Regions from separate parts of the Sus scrofa genome. Here region 1 is linked to region 2. The links are chromatin contacts, called in public HiChIP or PLAC-seq maps. All regions are on one chromosome and are shown on one strand. The core of a region is the stretch at or near the end of the contact, and the rest is flanking DNA. Distances in the headings are between cores, read along the strand shown.

The links. HiChIP or PLAC-seq counts read pairs in DNA pulled down with a chosen protein or histone mark.
Region 1: a contact with region 2 is called in an H3K27ac HiChIP or PLAC-seq map of skeletal muscle. The contact joins the promoter of LRP6 here to the enhancer-like site in region 2. A contact is called at or near these places in 1 of 5 promoter capture datasets (liver), 8 of 47 Hi-C or Micro-C datasets (brain, embryonic fibroblasts, fetal heart ventricle and 4 more) and 1 of 2 datasets of contacts at active chromatin or transcription factors (skeletal muscle).

Annotation. Positions count from the first base shown.
Region 1 is chr5:60,147,691-60,153,013 of Sscrofa11.1, reverse strand. It overlaps LRP6 (low-density lipoprotein receptor-related protein 6), which reads right to left and starts at 3,973. Exons shown (of 24, transcript XM_021092344.1): 1 at 3,639-3,973. The coding sequence starts at 3,708.
Region 2 is chr5:60,103,764-60,108,890 of Sscrofa11.1, reverse strand. No RefSeq gene overlaps it. Among named protein-coding and RNA genes, the nearest start is that of MANSC1, 24 kb to the right of the region's middle. Within about 2 kb of position 1,785, at least 36 of the 83 cell types and tissues checked have an H3K27ac peak or open chromatin away from gene starts, as enhancers often do. A contact at or near this core is called in brain, fetal skeletal muscle, skeletal muscle and 1 more, where this site is marked.

The DNA.
Region 1 (5,323 bases), core at 2,724-5,223, 42 kb before region 2:
ATTAAACAATCTTCCAAGGACCATTCCTATAACAATTTAAGATGAGGAACACTAGTGGCTTGTTTATTCTGACAGTACTTACCACCACCCTACCAAACCAAATAACAACAACAACAAAACGTAGCAAAAAATTCTTATAAAACAACAAAGCCTTCTCAAAATAAACTGGGATAGGAGTTCCCTGGTGGCTTAGTGGGACAAGGATCTAGCACTGCCACCAGAGAAGCTTGGTTTCAATCCCTGGCAGGGGCACTTCTGCATGCATGAATGTGGCGAAAGAGAAAGAAAAAGAAAAAGAAAAAAAAGCTGACATGCAATATTTATAGATTACAGACACTTATAGTATCCTCAAACTTAAATTTTTTTTTTTTTTTTTGGTCCTTTTATGGCCACAGGTGCAGCATATGGCAGTTTCCAGGCTAGAGGTCAAATCAGAATTGCAGCTGCTGGCTACACCACAGCATCTTCAACCTACACCGCAGCTCATGGTAAAAGGTGGATCCTTAATGCACAAAGTGAGGCCGGGGATCAAATTGGTGTCCTCATGGATACTTGCCAGGTTCATTACCACTAACAGAAGTCCCCAAAACTTAAATTCTTATAGAAAATATTTCTTCTAGGAAATCAGAGCTATAATCTTTTCTAATCAGTATTTGGAAGTAAAAGAAAGGTAAGGATAGCAACCTATATTGTGAGGTCTATTAGAGCAGGACCCAGGTCTATTTTGCTCATCACTATACACCATCAAAGCCTGATATATAGTAGGTATTTCATACCTAATTGTGAAAAGAATAACAAATCCCTGCTCTTAACATTAATTAGCTGTAGGATCTTGATCACGGTATAATCTCTCTGTATCTGAGTTTCCCCACTTGCAAATGAAGTGGTTAGACCAGAATGATCAAGATCTCTAAGAACTGGTGAAACTCATATAAAATAAATCTCATATCCCCAGCATGTGAGGGTATGTCCAGGGTCAAAAATTGTAACAAAAAAATAATATCTGCAAATCACTTATATTCAGTTCCTCACTTAATATACCCCGCCCCCCAAAAAACAGCTCGCTATTATCGCCCACAATTTACATGTAAAGAAACTGGAGCCCATAGAAACTGACTTCAAACACAAAGTTATTACGCAGGGAAGCACAGGCTTCCCCCCCCCAGGGCCGCTTCCCACCGCATATGGAGGTTCCCAGGCTAGGGGTCTAATCGGAGCTGTAGCCGCCAGCCTACACCACAACCACAGCAGCACAGGATCCAAGCCGCGTCTGCAACCTACACCACAGCTTACAGCAACACGGGATCCTTAACCCACTGAGCAAGGCCAGGAATAGAACCCGCAACCTCATGATTCCTAGTCGGAATCGTTAACCACTGCGCCACGAGAGGAACACCAACACAGGCTTTAAATCCAACATTTTCGGATTGAAATTCCCAAATCTATCCTTCACACCTTTTCCTCTGATGGTAGGGAAAGGGATGCAGCCCAGATGATGATAGTATTATGCCCTAGCTCTCAGCTATTGGTGTAACAGAGCTACAGAAAAAAGTTCTCCCCAACTCTCTCATCATCCCACCTTCCCAATGTTAGAGCTCCAACTCTTCTGTGAAGACAAATGAGCTTAATTAAACTAGTTAATTACATTTCTCCCTGGAGTCCAAGGTTAACTAATATCACTGTTTTAACAGAAGACGACATTAGCAAGGAATGAAAAGAATATAAGTTATGAATAAAAATCTTCCACAGTGAAAAACAGTTTTAGTTGAAATACATAGTTAAGTAGGTTAAATTCAAAGACCACCTTATACCATTAATATGCTACATTTAAAATGAGAGCTTCACTTTTCAAAACTTTGTTTCCTAGTGGAAATGAGACAATTTAAACTATTAACTCTTTTAGGTCTTCATATATAGTATCACATTTCAAAATATAACTCATTATTTCTCTTAACTCCAATAATGACCAAAACCAACTCTGGGCTCAAACTTGGTGTTAAACATTTACATCAAATCCTTCTATTCCAAGAAATACAACTGAGCAACCAGAAGCATGCCAGGTAATGATTTTCAATTTCCCCAAGACTTTAACCCATCAGCTGATTCTATTTATTAACCTTTAAATATACACATATTCTTATGTCAAATATAATCCCCTTTCAACAAGGAGTAAACTGTAATAAACATATACTTATTAAACCTCTTAAGTACTTAAAACTGCATTAAATTCTCAGCCAAGAAAATGAAATAAGCACTATCTTTCTGGAGTTTAAACGTGGAAATAGTTTGGAATGTGCTTACAGTTGAGTCCCAATTATTAAGTATAAGTAGATACAACATGCAGACATTATAATCCTGAGACACGAATAAAGGAAAAAAATTTCTCCTCTCAAAATTGTCAATCACGCTTATCCAAAATAAATAAATATGCACACAAATAGCTTATCTGGCTCATTTATAGCACAACACGGTTAGTTACTATCGTGCTCTGGAAACTTCCGTTAAGTTTGAACACTTAACAAACGTTTAGCCTGTTAAATTAATAGCTAAAAATCTCCTTACACTCAAGAGGTCCCATATCTGAAAAGAACTGACAGTGAACACAAGCGAAAATCTTAACGAAACCAAAGCTACATACAAATCATTGCATCAATTGGCACTTAAATTGCTCGGCTGGTAAATGCCCCACAGCATCAGAGTCATCACTGCCTCAACACTGGCTAAGTTTGAGAATAGCTGCTGAAATCTTGCGGGCCAGTCAAAAACCTCAGCGAACTAAAATCACAAAATAAAAGTCACAGCCTATGTGACAGCTTTGCGGGCCAATTAAAAACAAACAAACAAGCCAAGGAACCACAGAATTTACTCGATTCTCGAGCAAATTCTCCCGGGGAGCGCAGCAGATGGTAGCTTAGGTCCCGGGACAGGCTCCTCTCCACCAAGGATGACTTTCCTGCTTGGTGCCAACTGTACACTTGCAAGCTCCGAAAATAGGGGCAAGTTCTGAATACCAGGGGTTACAAGGGCAACGTTTCTATTTTATCACGGGCTGAAGCCCAGACGACTCCCAAGGCTGAAACGCTCGACCTATAACCTCGGAGTCGCTTTCCAACTGTGCTCTCACCCACGATCATTATATCCCCAAAGGAAGCCAATTATTAGTTGTAACAAGGCCTGGAAAAATAGTAAGAGGGCTCTAAAAGTTCACAAGACAGACACGGAAAAGGTGGGGGCAGGAGAAGCCCGACGTTGAAGCATCTCAGGCTCAAACATTCCAAGGGCCAAAATCCATACAAAGCCCCTAGTCCCCAGTGACTCCACGCAGAAACAGACACACCGACCCTCAGTCGCACGGAAAGAATGGGGGGTCCAGGGGGTTACCCGCACAGGCTGCTAATGGTAAACTTAGAATCATCCGTTCCGACCAGGTCGGGCAGGCGAGGCGGGGGCTGCATCGTGGCCGGGCGGAGCGCGCAGCCCCTTCTCCCGGGCCCCTCTCTCCCTCCTTCCCCAAGACCAGGCCTCTCCCCGCTCCTCTTCCCCTTCTTCGCCTCCCTCCCTCCCCTCCCCCAGACACACAGAATGAGGCCCCCTCCCCCCAAAACCCCACCAACTTTCCCCGTCCCCGTGCTTCCCACCTCTCAGGAGCACGCAGAAACTGCAGGCCAGGAGGCTCCTCAGGACGGCCCCCATCTTCCCTTCTCGCATTCGCTTCTCTCACCGGCGAGGGGCGGCCCGAAGAGGGGGAGGCGAGGAGCCGGGGCGGCCGCGGCAGCGGCAGGTCTGCACGCTCATGCTTCCCAGCTTTCCGGAGAGAGAGAAGAAAGAAAGGGGCACGTCAAGGCTCCGCGCGCGCCGCCGCCGCCCTCTCTACCGCGCCGCTCCGCCCGGGGCTCGCGCGACGCCAGCGTCTGCTTCCATCCCGCCGCCTCCTCCCCCGGCGCCCCGCTTCCCCCGCGCAGTTCCTCATTCAGCCTCTTCCTCTCACGCCGCGGCGCAGGGATACCGGCTCCCGCCGCCGCCACGGGTCGCCGCCGAGGTCTCCCTGCGCGCGGGCGAGCCCCCTCCCTCGGCACCGCCTCCCGGGCGGTTTAGAAAAGGAGAGAGGGCCGCGCGCACGGCCTCGGCTGGCAGACCCCGGGAAATGCGAGGGGCGAGCAAAAGCGGGCAGGAGGGGAAAGGCCGCCCGGCGGCGCATTCCGATGGGATTCTTTCCCGGGCCGGCCCCTTCGGCCCTCCCCGCGGAGGGCGTGAAGCGACGTCGAACAACATCGGTGCCGGCGTGGTCGGGACTACTTTCTGCGGCTCGGCCGGGCCGCCGCCTGCTCTGCTCTTTGTGCGGCAGCCGCGGGCTGAGCCAGGTGGGGTTCTCGGGCCACGCCGGCCGCCACCTGGGCCAGGGCGGCGAGGGCGTTGAGGGCGGCGGGGGCAGATTGGCTGGAGCCGCGGAGCTGCAAGTCCACGCTCTGGGATATCGATACGGGGTGATGAGCTCAGTCTCCAGGATTGGGAATTGGTTTACGCATCTCTTTTTTTTTTAAGCATATCTCTTTTTAAAGAAAATAAAAACTAATGCTGTATCCACCAGCTTTCAACGTGGATATGGTGAAGGGTGCTCAAACGCCAACACAAAACGGAGATTTATTTTTTCCTCCTGGCTTCCCAGAACTGCAGACTGCCCCCACAATTAAGTCCGACAAGGACTAAAGATTTCTAAACTGGCAGATAAAATTCCAAGATACCTAAGAGAGAGTAAAGGGACAATGGGTCAGGACTGAATTCTGGATTTTACAAATTGCGTTTAATGATGGTTGTTTGGCATGTTTTGATGATCAGTTCTCAGCTGGAGAAGGAAAAGATTCCTCAGCATCTCAGAGTGATTTTGCTCAGCCTCTGCTGGCTGCTCTCCGGGCACTGGGCGTTCAGGGATAGGTGCTCAGACGTCCCTGGAGTCACGTGGCAGCTTCAGTCCAGGAGGGCACACCATCAGGAGTTAACCATAAAGGAACTATCAGGTGCATCCTGCCCAGCCGTCACACGCCCTCACCTGGGGGCAGATGGTGCAGAGGCGGGGATGCCCCTACGTTGGTACTAGCGTCTCAGTGACGCGGTTCACCAAGTGCTGCGCACACATGATTTGACACTCAACTACCCTGGGGTAAGGCAGGTTGTGTTACTTAGTATCCTTATTGCACAGAGGAGGAAAATGAGAATCTGAGGGGTTCAATGACTTTCCCAAGGCCAGTCAGGTGGCGACTAGCCCGTCCAAACCCAAGCCAGGTCTTCCGACTGCAGACCCTGCTCTGTCGGAGAAATGCGCACT
Region 2 (5,127 bases), core at 536-3,035:
CCCTTTACACCCTTAACTACTATCAAAGACCTACAGAGATTTTGTTGATATTGGTTTGTTTATGTTTGTTTGTATTGACTCCATATTGGCTACCAATATTTATTATATCAGAAATTAAAAATAAGAAAATTTTGGGAGTTCCCGATGTGGCTCAGCAATAACGAACCTGACTAGTATCCATGAGCATGTGGGTTTGATCCCTGGCCCTGCTCAGTGGGTTAATGATCCAGAGTTGCCCTAAGCTGTGGTGTAGGTTGAGGACAAGGCTCCCTCTGGCATTGCTGTGGCTCTGGTGCAGCCCAGCAGCTACAGCTCTGATTTGACCCGTAACCTGGGAACTTCCATATGCCACAGGTTTGCCCCAAAAAAGACCAAAAAAAAAAAAAGTATGACTTCATCTAAAAATAACAATATGAAACCTATTCTTTTCGAACAAATGTGTGAAGCCGTGAGAGGTACAAGTCAAGTATGCAACTTTCCTGCAGGGACCAAAGAAATTCTCAAATTTCTAGTGATCCTGTTCATAAAGACAGAAAACTGAGGCCCGAGACGTGGACTGAGGCGGCCTTAATGGAGGCAGAGCTGGGAAAGGTAGTGAGTCTGAGCAGGAGTCAGCCTGTCTCCCCACAGGACACGCAGAAAATGTTCAAGACTCCAGCCCACTGGGTGAAACTTCAAAGACCGAAGCCACAATCTTCCTGCTCAAACTTCTAAAATGCCTTATAAAATACCTCCTTTATGGAGTTTTAAATACCTGCTTTATAGGGTTCTTTTACAAACATGAAGCCACTCATTCTCAAAACCAAACGATAAGACAGACTAGACAGATAGGAATTCACCGCCTGTTCACGAGGAAACCGAAGCCCTGGGAGGTTCTGTGACTTGTCTCAGGCCCCTGGGGTGTTTGGGGGGAGGAAGACAGTCACCACCCACCCAGCTGTCCTGACTGCCTGTCCTGTGGGGTGGGGCGCCTGTGGATTCTGCAGAGTGAAAATTATCAGTTCATCGTCTTATCTTCTAAGTCTGCTTCTTCTAAATGTCTAAAGGTATGAAAAGTCCAGGGAGCTCCCATTGTGGCTCAGGGGAAATGGACCCGACTAGTACCCGTGGGGATGCGTGTCTGATCCCTGGCCCCATTAGTGGGTTATGCCAATGAGCTGCGGTGTAGGCTGCAGATCCCACATTGCTGTGGCTGTGGTGTAGGCCGGCAGTTACAACTCTGATTCCACCCGTAGCCTGAGAACTTACATATGCCACAGCTGTGGCCCTAAAAAAGAAAAAAAAAAAAAAGGATAAAAAGTCCAACTTATTCCCTAGGCTACCAGGCAGGTGCCTGGTTTTGCTCTGGGGGTGGCCAGACCCCTCTCTCCTTTTATTTTTCCCCTGAGAGATGGAATGTACAAACAGACCATGGCCAAACCATACATACAATGATAGAACTCTGACCCTCGACTTCTGCCATGACCAAATCAGGACGCCAAAGCCCTGGGCTGGCTTCCAACTCAGGAATGCCTTTCCAACCAGGACCAACCCAGAAGGCCAAATATGGCCCCTGAACCCATCACATAGGATGCCTGCTTGCCTGCTTCTTGGTAGCCTGCCTCTGCCTTCCCCAGGCCAACAACCTCTGATCAGGGCACACCCACAGCCTCCCCCCACCACCTTTTTTTTTTTTCTTTTTTTTTCCCACTAGCAGCTTCCCCACTCTCCTCTCTGCCCTGAGTCTCTGCCAAATGCAAGTGATCCTGGCTGGCTCCCTCACTCCCCGCCAGCTCCGCATAAATAGCCTCTGTGCTCATTTGGCTCGTCTGGGTTTATTTCCACACCACGGAATGAATAATGAAGGATGTTATAAAGCCCAGCTATGAAAAAAAGCATCAGTTATTAAACACTGGTGAAGGGCTTTACAGTCGTTTTAGTATGCCTTGTAAACCCCTTGTGAAGTCCTGCTCTCCCCATTTCAGAGCTGAGAAAATTGAGAAGGAACAAGGAGATGAAGTGATTTGCCCGGAGCTGGGAGCAGAACATAAACCCCCCTGTGTTTGAGGTCTCTTGTTTATCCACCGAGCGCGAGGCCCAGCCTGCGCTTTTGGAACCATTACCATTTTAAAGCATTTTCCTCTGGGTTGAGTGAATATTAAGAAGTAGATCACATTTCAGCCTGGCAGGCGCGAAAGTATTGTTTTTAGTTTGTTTTTCTAAGTTTTAGTAGACGCCATCTGGGCTCCATTAACTTTGCTATGTAGCACAATTTGGAAGATAGTTTCTTTTCCAAAATATTTTTCACCGTCATTTAGCATTTTCGAGCTCAGCACACACATCAGCCCTTGATACTTGTTTTTCTCCAAGCTGTGCCCTTTTCTTCTCCTCGGCCAGGGGTAGAGTGAGAGGTCATAACTTCAGCCAGGACTATGTGGTGTCACTGCAGCTGGGTGGGGTGAGAGGAGGGCTAGTGTTACCTGCCCGCACTGGACACAGTCCTCCTAAGGCAAGGGCTTTCCTTTTTTTAAAAAAAAAAAAAGAACAAAACAAAACAGAAACACCTTTGAGTCCCCACCACCCCACACCCCTGCCGAAGTCTGATTGATTGCTGATGATTTTAAAACTTTAAAAAATTTTTTTCTTGCTTTTTAGGCAGCACCTGCTGCCTGTGGAGGTTCCCAGGCTAGGGGTTGAGTTAGAGCTACAGTTGCCAGCCTACGCCACAGCCACAGCAAAGCAGCATCTGCGATCTACACCACAGCTCATGTTAATGCCGGATCCTTAATCCACTGAGTGAGGCCAGGGATCGAACCTGCAACCTCATGGTTCCTAGTCGGATTCGTTTCTGCTGCGCCACAATGGGAACTCCAAGATTTGCTGACACTTTTGACTGAAGGGGATAGGAAGAAAAGCCAAGATGTGCAGAACCTGACTTGGGTATGAGAAGGCCTGCCGAGGCGGGCTGGCCCAGGAGGATTCTCTGTAGCTTTGGTTGGCTGTAAAAATGCAGCTGCCCCATTCCTCTCCAGGCTGTGTGGCAGCAGCATGTGGCCTGTGGGCTACTGTACCTGTCCTGCCCAGTGAGGAACAGTTGTGATTGAGTAGGGGACACTGATCCATTTCGCACCATGTACAGTTCCATTAAATATTAAATAACAGCATCATTTGCCGACAGATGGTTTATCTGCTCTGCCCTGGCATCCTCTCATTCACTTACACTTATATAACTTCATATGCTAGCTCCAAATTCTATTTCTTCTGCATTATTCTTTCAGATTTCTTCAGTTTGGTTTTTTTTTTTAAGAGTATGATGTATAAACATGCATAAAAGTATGCATGATGTATAAACATACCTGATCACACACATGTGTTGTCATAGCTGGTAAGGGTTTCCTTTTCCTCTGATGCTGGGAGTGAGTTTTCAATGATTGTGAGAATAGGCCGCCCATTCTGTGGGTCTCCCCATTTCCCACAGGAGCCAGGGCTCCAAAGGCGAGAGGAGGGGATGCAGGGCTCAGGGCCTGCACACTGCAGGTGGCTTTGGGGAGAGGGGAGAGGAAGCACTGGGGTGGGGGCGGGGGGGGGGGAGAGAACGGGCCCCCCCACTCCTAGCTTTTGTAATTCCTGCCTGGCTGCATTTGGGCTTCCTTTCATCCCATGACAGAGAGGCCCCAAACCTTAGAGCTTGAGAGTCTAGAAGATGCTCAAACAAACAGACATTTAGCGATAACCTAGTCAATGCACAGGCCAGCAGTAGCTGTCCCAGCAGCAAAAGCAAGGATGGAGAGGCAGAGGGTGAGGCCAGGCAAGACCTTCCATTCTCTGAGCTCTGTCTTTCTGATCCTTCACTGCACTATAATAGATGAGAAAAAAAATAGGCATGAGCACCAGCACGGGTGACACATGACAAATGATGCTAGCAGATAAAAAGAAAGGGAAGAGGACTGCTAATCTTCCTTTTTTTTTTTTTTTTTTTTTTTTTTGTCTTTTTGCCTTTTCTAGGGCCACTCCTGCGGCATATGGAAGTTCCCAGGCCAGGGGTCAAATAGGAGCTGCAGCTGCCGGCTTACGCCACAGCCACAGCCACGCGGGATCCGAGCCACATCTTCGACCTAAACTGCAGCTCACGGCAATGCTGGATTGTTAACCCACTGAGCAAGGCCAGGCATCGAACCCGCAACCTCATGGTTCCTAGTCAGATTCGTTAACCACTGCTCCACGACGGGAACTCCCTAATCTTCTAATACTGATGGGAAGACAATTTTCCATAGAAAAAGCTGAACATAAATATAAAGTTGCAGGGTGATGATGTTTGGCCCTTGATTGAGACAGAATTTGCATGGAGTCACTGAAACAGAATTTAGTCTTTAACCAGTCTTATGTGTCCTCATGTTCAAATATTTTAAACATTTTAACGTAAATGGATGTTTCTCGAGAACAGATGAAAAACAAATGTTTACTGAAGTTTTATTATGTTACATAATATTAAAAGTTATATAACATACAATGAGATTGAAACTCAAAACTAAATAACCCCCTCCCCCCCATGTCTCTGTGAGTGTGTTACTAGATCCCTTATTTCCATAGAGACACAGCCCTGCTCATGGTAGGACATGGAAAGAATATTAAATCAGAAGGTTTCAATTTAACTTTTAGCTAACCAACATCATAATTTGGGTACAGATAACTTAGATCCTGGGCCTTATTTTGGCTATGAAAGTGCTCTAAAATCTGGATTAGCAATGAGATCCTGCTGTGTAGCACTGAGAACTATGTCTAGTCACTTATAACGAAGCAGGATAATGGGAGAAAAAAGAATGTATATATGTATGTTTAACTGGGTCACCATGCTGTACAGTAGAAAAAAAATTGTATTGGGGAAAAAAAAATTAAAAAAATTAAAAAAAATTAACTGGGAGCTCTCGTTGTGGCTCAGTGGAAACGAATCCAACTAGTATCCATGAGGACTCTGGTTTGATCCCTGGCCTCACTCAGTGGGTTAAGGATTTGGCATTACCGTGAGCTGTGTTATATGTCACAGACATGTCTCAGATCCACTGTTGCTGTGGCTGTGGTGTAGGCTGGCAGCTGTAGCTCCAATTCGACCCCTAGCCTGGGAACTTCCATATGTTGTACCTTTGGCCC